2 separate regions of the Mus musculus genome follow, and region 1 is linked to region 2. Evidence: chromatin contacts called from public Hi-C data. All regions are on one chromosome and are shown on one strand. The core of a region is the stretch at or near the end of the contact, and the rest is flanking DNA. Distances in the headings are between cores, read along the strand shown. Region 1 holds the start of Calb1 (calbindin 1). Region 2 has its middle 170 kb from the start of Calb1.

Region 1 (5,282 bases), core at 98-2,597, 170 kb before region 2:
TTTCTTGCTAAATTCTCACACTTATTATGAATTGGTTATCTTTGCTCAAGATTAAGGGTCAAGGCAAGCTGTAGTTTCACCCCTCCCCCACCCCGTTCCCAGCTACTCTGACTTCGCAGCAGAAATTGGCACTAGAATCTGCAGATCTGTTCCTGACCACCAAGGGGCAGGAATGTATTTCTACCCCTTCCTTATCGTCTAGAAAAGAGAAGTTAGAAATCACACAACCAACTCAGTGGTGGAGGTGGGGAATCTGACGAAGGGTCTTGCACATCGACATTTCCTTTTAAGACCTATTAAGGAAAGGAGGATTATAGAAATATATGACTGATTTAAGATGATAGGGATTTTCTCTTTAGACACCCTACCACCACCACCAAACACACACACACACACACACACACACACACACACACACACACACACACACTTTTTCTCTTGACGCAATTTGGAAATATGTTCTCTCTCGCCTTTCTTAGTAGGTAAGCCTTTACTTTCTCCCACAAAACCTCTTTTATGAAACACAAGAATAGGTATGTCTTAGGCTTGAAGGGTCCTGCTCAAACTCAAGCCTACCAATCCAGCCTTCTTTCGCGCCTGCAGAAGCTCCTGGATCAAGTTCTGCAGCTCCTTTCCTTCCAGGTAACCACTTCCTGAAAAGACAAAGAGACACCCAGGTGTCAGATGTCTCTTTCTAAGTTTCTTCTCGGTTCTTTCCAGGACAACCGTCCTGGGAGGCTATGTACAGCCTGAGCACCGATTAATCAGCAATGAGCCGCCGCAGCGCTTAGCTTCCTAGGTGTAAAACTTCAACCGCATAAAGGGCATAGGAGGGTAGCAGGGGTGCTGGGGATGGTGTTTGAAACTTTTGGGGACAGGGTTTCCCAATCTTTGCTTCTGTCCTACCGTTACCGTTCCTAGAAAGGTGAACGCTTACAGCACGGGGATGGCGTACACTCAGTGTAAACTTCCAGGATGATGGGTAGGCAGTCAGGGGGAGACGAGATTAGACAGGGTGAAGGAAGACGGAAAAGAACAGAAAAGGATGGTTGGGATGAACAAGCACAGTCGAAGGGAAGAGCAGGGAAGGAATGGGGACGGGTCTTGCAAGGGTTAAAAAAGAAAATAATCACCGTCAGCGTCGAAATGAAGCCAGATCTCAAAAAACTGTGAGGCTGTGATCAGAGATGACTGCAGGTGGGATTCTGCCATCGTGGTGCAGCGGCTAGTTTGAGAGTGCGCGGAGCGCGAACCTCGGGCGAGAGGGCTGCGCAGGCTGAGCTGGGCGCGGCGCGGCGGGGCGCTGTCCGCGGTGCTGCTCCGTTCGGGCGTCCTCCGGAGTTCTCCGCACCCCGCACCCAGTTCTCTGTATTTATCCCGCCGGCCCCAGGCCGGGCCACGCCTCCTCCTGCCTCCTTTTCCTAGCTCCCGCCTCTTGCTCTCACCAACCTTCTTCCCCTCCCCTCCGATTTCTCTCTTCCCAGGAAATAGCTGGAGCTGGAGTTTTGGAGTCTAGGAAGCAGCAGGTGGTGGGGATCCCTTGCTCAGACTCATTTCTCCTCACATCCCCCAGGTTCAGGGAGGCTTTCACTCCTGAATGTTAGAGTAAAGCAACATACCTAGAATTGTTTGATTTTTTTTCAGATGGAAGGGAAAGCTGACTGATAAACCACGTCAGTGGAGATTTTGTCTACTTAGTATTTATCGAGGCAGTTGAGTATTTGAACAAAATCAGATGTCAAGTGTTAGTTTAATTTGATTAATGCATACGTTGCTGTGGTTAATTGTAACAATGCTTCATATTGCGCTAATGGAGACCATCACGTGGCTGTTTAAGATGTGAGCTATGCTTAGAGACAGCAGAATGCAGGAGTCTGCTGCTCTTGCTGTTGTTACTTTTTGAGCTTGAAGCAGAATTATTGGAATGTAGTAGAATTAACTTATAAGAATTTAAGATGTTAGGAAGGAAGTGATTTTATCGATGCCATTAGTTACTTGCATCTTACAAAGTAGAAACTGAAAGAAATGTCACCAGGCTAACCAGTGACTCCGTAGCAGCCCCACTCACTGATTTTACAGCTGCGCTGCTTCTATCTCTAGGTGAGGGATTTTTTTCCAGAAACTGGAAATCATTAGAGGTGGGAAAAATATCCGGCTACATGTTACAATTGGTATTTTAATATGACAAATACTGTATTTAGGTTTTCTTTTACGTAAGTATTTCTAAGTTATCTAATTGTCCATCTTTTGAGACCTTATGGTCTGCTGAAAATGAACCCTATGTGTCTGGTTACAGTAACACAAAAGCAAACCAGTGTGGTATAAACTTTCAAAACGAGCTCATGAAGCGCCACAGGTTTCACGTGTGTCATAGAATATGGAATTCACCACATTTGTGTTTCCTCCAATAGTGGGATTGTGAGGCAACCAATTGTCTTCTCCAGACAAGTCCTGCAGCCATGATACTCTAAAGTTTTCATGGATGTAAGTTTTGACTTTCATCACCTTATCTGATTCTCACACAAATCTCAGACTGATATTATACACAAAGCAAGCCAAACTCTGAGAGGATAACAAGGATATTGTTTTTACTTAAAAAGATTATGTGCATGCCCAGTTGTTTATATTTTCATCCATTCAGTGAACACTTATCAACAGCTTTTGGGTCAGGTACTTTGCTAGGTCCTGCAAGTAGTGCAATAAAACGTATTAACCTTACCTTCTGTGGCTTACAAAGGTAAAGGGGCATTTGACCCAATACACGTCAGTTACTTTTGTTCATATACCTCTTAATTTCCAGGGAAAACTGAATCTCAGCCTACCCAAGTCACATCCTCATACAAAAGTTTGTTCCTCGGTAGACACTTCCTCCATTAGCCCATGTTTACATAACATAGTTTTCCATCCTAATTGTAGACATTCCATCTTTTTTAGTGTTCTACTGTGACAAACAGCTGCAACAAATATCTTCAGATATTTATTTTAGATATACATTTTTTCCTGGTCATAGGGGTACTATTGTTAGTACAAAAGCATATATAATTTAAAATTTAAAGAACATTTCTAGATTAGTTCTTTTAGTTTGTATCAACTCAGATTAACAAGCTGTAAACATGGCATCCTCAACATCTTTGAATGTTATAGTCTTCAATTTCTTCAATTTACATTTTGATTTTCTTTTTTTTTTCATTTTGATTTTCTAAGGTAATATTTTTTCCTGGATAATTTTTTTTAGCAGAAGAAATGTAACTTCATAAAATACATTTTTCTCTTAAATAACTATTAGTCTTAGACTCTCATTTAAAATCAACATCTCTTTTTAGACATTTTTGGTGTCACTTCAAAATTAAATTGAGTTTAAGGACACTAAACAAGTGTGTGTTTCAGTTCTACAGCTCTGAAGTAACTTAAGAACTATTTCTGCCTTTTGCCTGCCGAATTTTTCAGTTCATTAACCAAGATTGGGAGGGTGTTATTTTTCAAATATTCAGGAACCTCTCTCACCTTCTAGGATTCTGGAAGAAGTACACACCCTTTGAATACTGTGATTGTTCCATAAGATTAAACTTTCCAAAAGCATTGCAAAGCACTCTTATGACTTGCCTCTTAGGCCTCATTACACAGCATTCAGGTGAACAGGTTCACGATCCCACGTGTCATAAGAGGAGAAAAAAAATCTCCAGCACAATTAAACTCTTTCCCATTTCATGTTACTGAATTATTGCATCTGTATTTAGACTTAGGCCCTACTGGCATGTACTGGCTAGTTTTGTGTCAACTTGACACAGCTGGAGTTATCACAGAGAAAGGAGCTTCAGTTGGGGAAATGCCTCCATGAGATCCAGCTGTAAGGCATTTTCTCAATTAGTGATCAAGGGGGAAAGGCCCCTTGTGGGTGGGACCATCTCTGGGCTGGTAATCTTGGTTCTATAAGAGAGCAGGCTAAGCAAGCCAGGGGAGGCAAGCCAGTAAGGAACATCCCTCCATGGCCTCTGCATCAGCTCCTGCTTCCTGACCTGCTTGAGTTCCAGTCCTGACTTCCTTGGTGATGAACAGCAGTCTGGAAGTGTAAGCCAAATAAACCCTTTCCTCCCCAACTTGCTTCTTGGTCATGATGTTTGTCCAGGAATAAACACCCTGACTAAGACATGGCAGTTCAAATCACTATGCATATGGGAGAACCAGAACCTTTCAGGTTGAATGAATGCTTTCTTAGCCTTCAAGGGGAAAAGAAAATGCTCAGATATTTTACTATGGGTTCAAGCACATGAAGGATTCCATCATGCTCTCTTATGAACATGTCCACACATAGGATTTCTAATAGATTAGTCAAGCCTTCTTGGGGAGAGACTCATGCTGTTACCTACTAGTGTTTCCTGAAAGATCTTACATCCCCCTTTCCCAGAAGTTGAAAGGTTTGTAGAGATGTTTTGGTAAAAGGATTCTATTCTTAGTTAGGTAGCTACCATGGGAAGTATGTTTCATTCGGGGTGCTACCATTTTTAAAATGAGCTGATCAATCAAATGTAGGTTATTCAGAAGAAAGCAAACATGGTTGAGAACAGTGAATTTACATTTATGGGATTTAGAACATGAAGGGGGACTTGTGGATTTAGATAACAAAGTTTGGCTTGGAGGAACTGCCCTCATGTATCTGTTGGGCTTACCCAGTGAGAGGGAGAAGACTGTATTAGAAGGCCAGTTTACTCACTCGAGGTATCTTTTACAGTTTAAGCAGACTTTTCTCCTTTGCAATTCTTCACAAAGATGAACACTTGTATATGAGTGGTTTGTCCCCACATGTGTTCAGGGATACTCATTCATTCAAGCACTTTATTGATCACAATATAGAACCCAGGGTTACAATGGTGAATGAGACAGTATTTCTACCCTTGCTAGCTTAAAGCTTAGCAGAAATAATGTTGCAATGGAGCCTACATGGTTGGCTGGGATAAGAGTTATGAAAAGAATACTGGCTTGGTGATCCTTTGACATTACAGCTTCTTGGACCCTTTCCATCTCTTTAGTTCTACATTTTTGTGACTGCTTGTTCTGGCCTATATTGGGATAAATATCATGAATGTGAACAAGAAATTTCTAGCAGTAAGTATAGGTTATAACCTTGAGAGGTAAATTTCTTTTTATTTCTTAAGATTTTATTTTTATTTTTAATTGTGTGTATGTGTGTTTGTGTGTGCACGCACATGCTCGCATGCACACATGTGTGTATGTGTATTTGTGCATGTGAGTGCATTGCCCCCAATGGCAAAGAAAAGATCTTG
Region 2 (5,098 bases), core at 2,540-5,039:
TTTCTAATCCTTGCTGTTGTTGACCTTGTTTAGGCATCTTAGAGGCTTTGAAGTCACATATCATACAGGCTTTAATTTTACCTGTACCATTTGAACTAGTAAACCTTTGAGGAAAAGACTAATCTTCACTGGCGCTCCAGACTCCCCAAACTGTGATCTACTGCATACTATTGTTTTAACAGTCGATGCGGCCATAACTTCTTTCATTTGTTCACTGGGTCACTAATGAAACAATTGTTAAAATAATGCCTGCTATAGGCTATGTGCTGTTCTAGGAAGAAAAGGCAGAATTAAAACGGTTCCTGCCTCAAGGACTTGAGAAAATATAAAACATAGATAGTAAGAATTGTGGATTAGACACTAATAAATCCCAGAACATTATTCATGTTCTGGCCCCATTAATCCTTCCATTTCAAGACCTTTCCATTGCCATCTCTCTCGCATGCTTCAGGTTGGTTTCTATGGGTAAGAGGACTGGTCTGGCTTGAGATAGTGGCTGCCCCCCCTCAAACACTGGTGTAGTCTTCACATTTCATTCTATTGTATCCTGTTATTAGGGCTATTATCTGGTTCAGAATCTGATACGCTGGACACACCCTAGTTTCTGTTCTTGCATTTTAGAGTGGAAAGATCAGGTGCTCTGTTCATGAGCTGTTCATCCAAGGCTGCCATACAGGTCTTTCCCTTCACAGATTTGGTTTCATTACAGTGCTGTGTTTTTCTGTAGGGGGAGCCACTAGGATGAACAAATCCTTGAATTCTGGGGTTCTGAAGGCAAGGGCATTTACACACAGTTTGTGGCAAGTAAAGAATAAATTCCTCAAGTTTTCCTCAAGTGGCCTTGTGATTTCTGCTGTATGTTCCCTTTGCTACAGTGAGCACTAGCACTGTTTCCTCTCCCCAGGCTCCAAAGGGGACTCATTTCTCAATTGTTTATTCATGGTTTTAAAACATAAACATAAAGAAAAAAATCCATGAATTCATGGCAATCTCCTTGACTTTTCAGGGGAAGTTACATCAGTCAGTTTAGGAAATTACCATTGTAGTCACTGTGACAGAAAGTCGGATGTAAAGAACTTATGAGCAGAAGTTTGCTCAGCCTCATAGTTTATGATGGGTCACTCCACCATGGGGGAGAGCGGGTGACACATTATGATGGTATGGTCTCAAAGAGAAGTACAGTACTCCCACTCTGCTGGAGTCCTCCCATTCTGCTGGAGTCTTCCCACTCTGCTGGGGTGCTCCCACTCTGCTGGAGTGCTCCCACTCTGATGGGTTTCTTCTTTTTTCACTTCTGTTCAATGTACAGCCTCCCACCCAGTTGATTTGGCCTAGAAACATCTTCAAAGACATACAAGTAAGTGTGCCTTATCAATATTCTGGGAGATTCTAAGTTGCCAATGAGATTAAATGTGACAGATTTTTATACATCTTATTAAAGATCCATATGACAAAAATTACAAACTGTTCCATTGTTCAGATGCAATGAGCCCACTGATTTAACATGGAAAATAAACTAAGAGGCTGAAGAATTTATATAAAACTCAATAACACATGTTTGACAAAACTGATCGAATGTATCAGAGTACAATACCTGTATGTGTAAAATTTGGTGAAACAAACTTGAATATAATTTGTCCTTTAGTTTTGCCAGGTCACAAAACACTTATGTATTTGGGGTCACTTGTCAGGCTATATGCGAGTTTTAATGAATATACAGATAAGAAAAATATTATCCTTGTTGAAGAGGCAGGCTTTGTTTTCCCCCAAAGGTCTTTCCACCAATAAATGGTGTCACCTTGCTGACCAAGCTTCTGCCACATAGACCTCTGAGGGAAACTCAAGCCCTTCTAGCACCACAGGCATGGCGGCCTCCCAGATCCTGCTGTGGATCTACCAAATCACAGCCTCTGTTTATGAGTTCTTATAATTTATATGCCATTAAACTTTGAGAAGTTTGAAATTAAATACCCTTCAGAATTACCAGGTCCCCAGGGCTCTGATCCCCCGTGTACACATGGCACACAGATATACATACAACTAAACCACCTATCCACACAAAATAAAAAAAAAGTAAAGAAAAAATTTATTTGAAATCTCAGTATATTAGTGTTGATCTGTCAATATAAACTTTTTTTTTTTTTTGGTTTGACAGAGATATGTGTACTTTGTAGGTCTTGATCACTGACACTAATAATTAATGCTATTCTGTTTTAAGGAATAAGAGCTGATCTGAGAGAACATTGTACCATTTTATTTTTCTGTGTGTGTGCCAATGGGAAGTGTATACAAATCCCCAATGAATGACTGTTATTAATTATTGTCCATGATTCTTAGAGTAATTATTCACAGACATTATTGGCATATATGAGTAATTCACATTTGTATTACAAACATATTACAGGCATTACATGACAATAATTACAGTCATTATTCATTATTTCTGTCATGTCACTTTGTAACCTTTATCAATTTTACTGTCATGGAAGATGTATGCCTTAGATGTCATAGTTTTCCAATGTTGTTTAAGTCTCTCAATGTCCTGAAAAGCTCCTTTCTATATTCTTATTTCTATATTCTTTATTAAACATCTTTATAAAGATTGGATGCTGCTAAAGCCATTTGTTCAATTAGGCCTACTTCTCTCTCTGTTGTGATTAGCTACCCACTCTTATTTTTCTACCCATCCTTTGGTTATTCTCTCTTGATGTCTGAGATTTCTAACAGCTTTAAGAAGAGAGAGGTCTTAACTCCACTACTGTACTAATTAATTTTGTACTAGGTATTAGAGAGATCCCCAGCCTCTGGCTCATTCATTTTTTGAGAACACAGACAATTTACTGGAGTAGGTTCACAATGACTATATTGTAATGGCGAACAATAAGCAAACGCTGAAACACAGTGCAAATCTCTGTAAATCACTGTGACACTTCAGCAGAAAGTCACCTCCTCGGGGCTACTTCAGCGTGAAGTAAGGTAAGTACTAATGAGTCACAGGGGCCATGCTCCTTTGTTCTCAAGTGTCACATGCTGTGGCAAGATTATACCAATTATTGATTAGTGTGAAGGGGTTGCAGTCTCTGTAGGTACCCCCATACACATATTACTTTTTTTTACACTCGTATATACCATTTTTTCCGTGGTGACTATAACAGAAGATTAGTTAGAAGTTTCTATTACCTCATCACACATTTTTTGTTGTAGTGAGAAAAGTGAAGAAGCAATGAGGAGAGTGTGTAACTTGAGACAAGAGTCAGTTCTCCGGAGGATGGAAGCTATAGTTGAAGGTTAAATCAGGTCTTACAATAAACAATCTTAAGCTGCTTGACTCCCCCACTCTGAGTGAGTTTGAGGGTACCTGAGGCTAAAAGAAGAAGTTCATGGTGACTCTGAGATCATATTTGTTAGGTCAGCATGGATTTCTGTACAACCTTGGGATAGTTGCTTATACATCAGGAATATTTCTTGTAGTGTAAACCAGGGGACCACAACGCTGATATCATGAGGATCACGGGTCCTCAGTGCTTGTCTATCACACTCTCAGAGGTTTATAAATGGGAGGAAAAGGTAGGCGTTTCTGAATGGCATTACTTTCCGAGATCAAAAGGAAAATGATTGAAATATTAATGAAAGGATTCAGTCTACAGTCCCTTTCCTTCATACTTTCTAAATCTCCTGTGACTTTCCATTCGTTTTTACTCAAACCTCTTTCACTATGGTTACTCAGTGTTTCTGCTGGGAGTCTTACCAGTCTGGGGAATACACTTTGTAACTTGTACATTCCATTGTTCTGCAGCAGTAAGATGATTATCAGAGTCCTAACATGAAGGTCAAGCAGTCAGAGAGACTGGAGCATAAAACATTTCCTTCTACCGTTAAAAGAAAATAATTATTTATTTTGAAAAGAAAAAAATAGAAGGTGTTCTCTGCTCCCCTTCCCTGTTCGAATCTTAATTCAATATGAGCTTTCAAGTTTTTTACTTTTGGCATTGCAGTTACAAACAGCAAGGGCAGCTTTAAATTTAGCATAAAAAATGCTTCTGTTTTCCGACTTTTGCTGAAACGAGCCCTTTCCGACATCTGTAGGTCAGCCCTTATTGGTGAACTGATGGCCGCGCAAGCACCTGCTCTTTGGAAAGAGCTCAACGTTATGTCGAAATAAGTCAAGCAGCAAAGGTTGGATGAGAACGTGAGCCCTGGCGTGTGCCCCAGGCAGGAATTCTATGGAATCTGAGAAGCAGGTCTTCGGGGAGAAGGAGAACATTTAGTTCCTGCCCAGTCATCCTCTCCAGCGCTGCTCAGGAGAACACTGGTCAAAGTCAGCTGTGCTCAGGTGATGGAAAACAGCAGTAGACTAGGGGGAGCCTTGTCAAATAAATAGAGGTGACAGTAAGGTCGTTCCCCTCTCCTCCTCAGCACCTAGCCATCCCGTGCAATGTCTAGAGTTGGAGCTATTTTCTTGGGACCTTGGCAGGGGCCAATTTAAACTAACCATTTAGTTATAGCAAAATCAAAATGTGGAAAATAGCTAGAACCTTGGAACCTTTACCAGTATAGACCTAGCTAGCACGAGAGAGTGTTTCAAGGGCATATGCTAAACATATTTTAAACCTTTATATGTTAACAGTGACTTTTTAAAAATGTTAACTACATAAACTGAAGTGGTCCTTTGGGTTGGGGGCAGAGTGGGACGAAGTATATTTAATTTCCCTCGTCTTTTATAAATGCTCTTCTCTACTTAGAGAGAAGTGTCACTAAGCAACTGTTTGCCTCATTTTAGTAAACAGATTCTCCTCTTACATAATATATCCTGATTACAGTTTCTTCTCCTTCTACTCTCCCCCAGTTCCTTCTCACCTCTTCTCCCATCTAAATCCAATCCCTTTCTGTCTATCTGTAGGGAGAAAAATATTTCTTTCTTTTTTTTAATTACATATTTTCCTCAATTACATTTCCAATGCTATCCCAAAAGTCCCCAATACCCTCCCCCCCACTTCCCTACCCACCCATTACCATTTTTTTTTTTTGGCCCTGGCGTTCCCCTGTACTGGGGCATATACAGTTTGCGTGTCCAATGGGCCTCTCTTTCCAGTGATGG

Evidence for each region. A called contact is a pair of places that touch in the nucleus more often than the background predicts.
Region 1: a contact with region 2 is called in a Hi-C map of uterus, with 2.2 times the contacts expected there. The contact joins the promoter of Calb1 here to the enhancer-like site in region 2. A contact is called at or near these places in 1 of 39 promoter capture datasets (liver) and 1 of 484 Hi-C or Micro-C datasets (uterus).

What each region holds. Positions count from the first base shown.
Region 1 is chr4:15,877,329-15,882,610 of GRCm38.p6, reverse strand. Calb1 (calbindin 1) reads right to left here and starts at 1,347. Exons shown (of 11, transcript NM_009788.4): 1 at 1,134-1,347; 2 at 577-653. The coding sequence starts at 1,212.
Region 2 is chr4:15,712,957-15,718,054 of GRCm38.p6, reverse strand. No RefSeq gene overlaps it. Among named protein-coding and RNA genes, the nearest start is that of Calb1, 170 kb to the left of the region's middle. Within about 2 kb of position 3,789, at least 1 of the 459 cell types and tissues checked has an H3K27ac peak or open chromatin away from gene starts, as enhancers often do. A contact at or near this core is called in uterus, where this site is marked.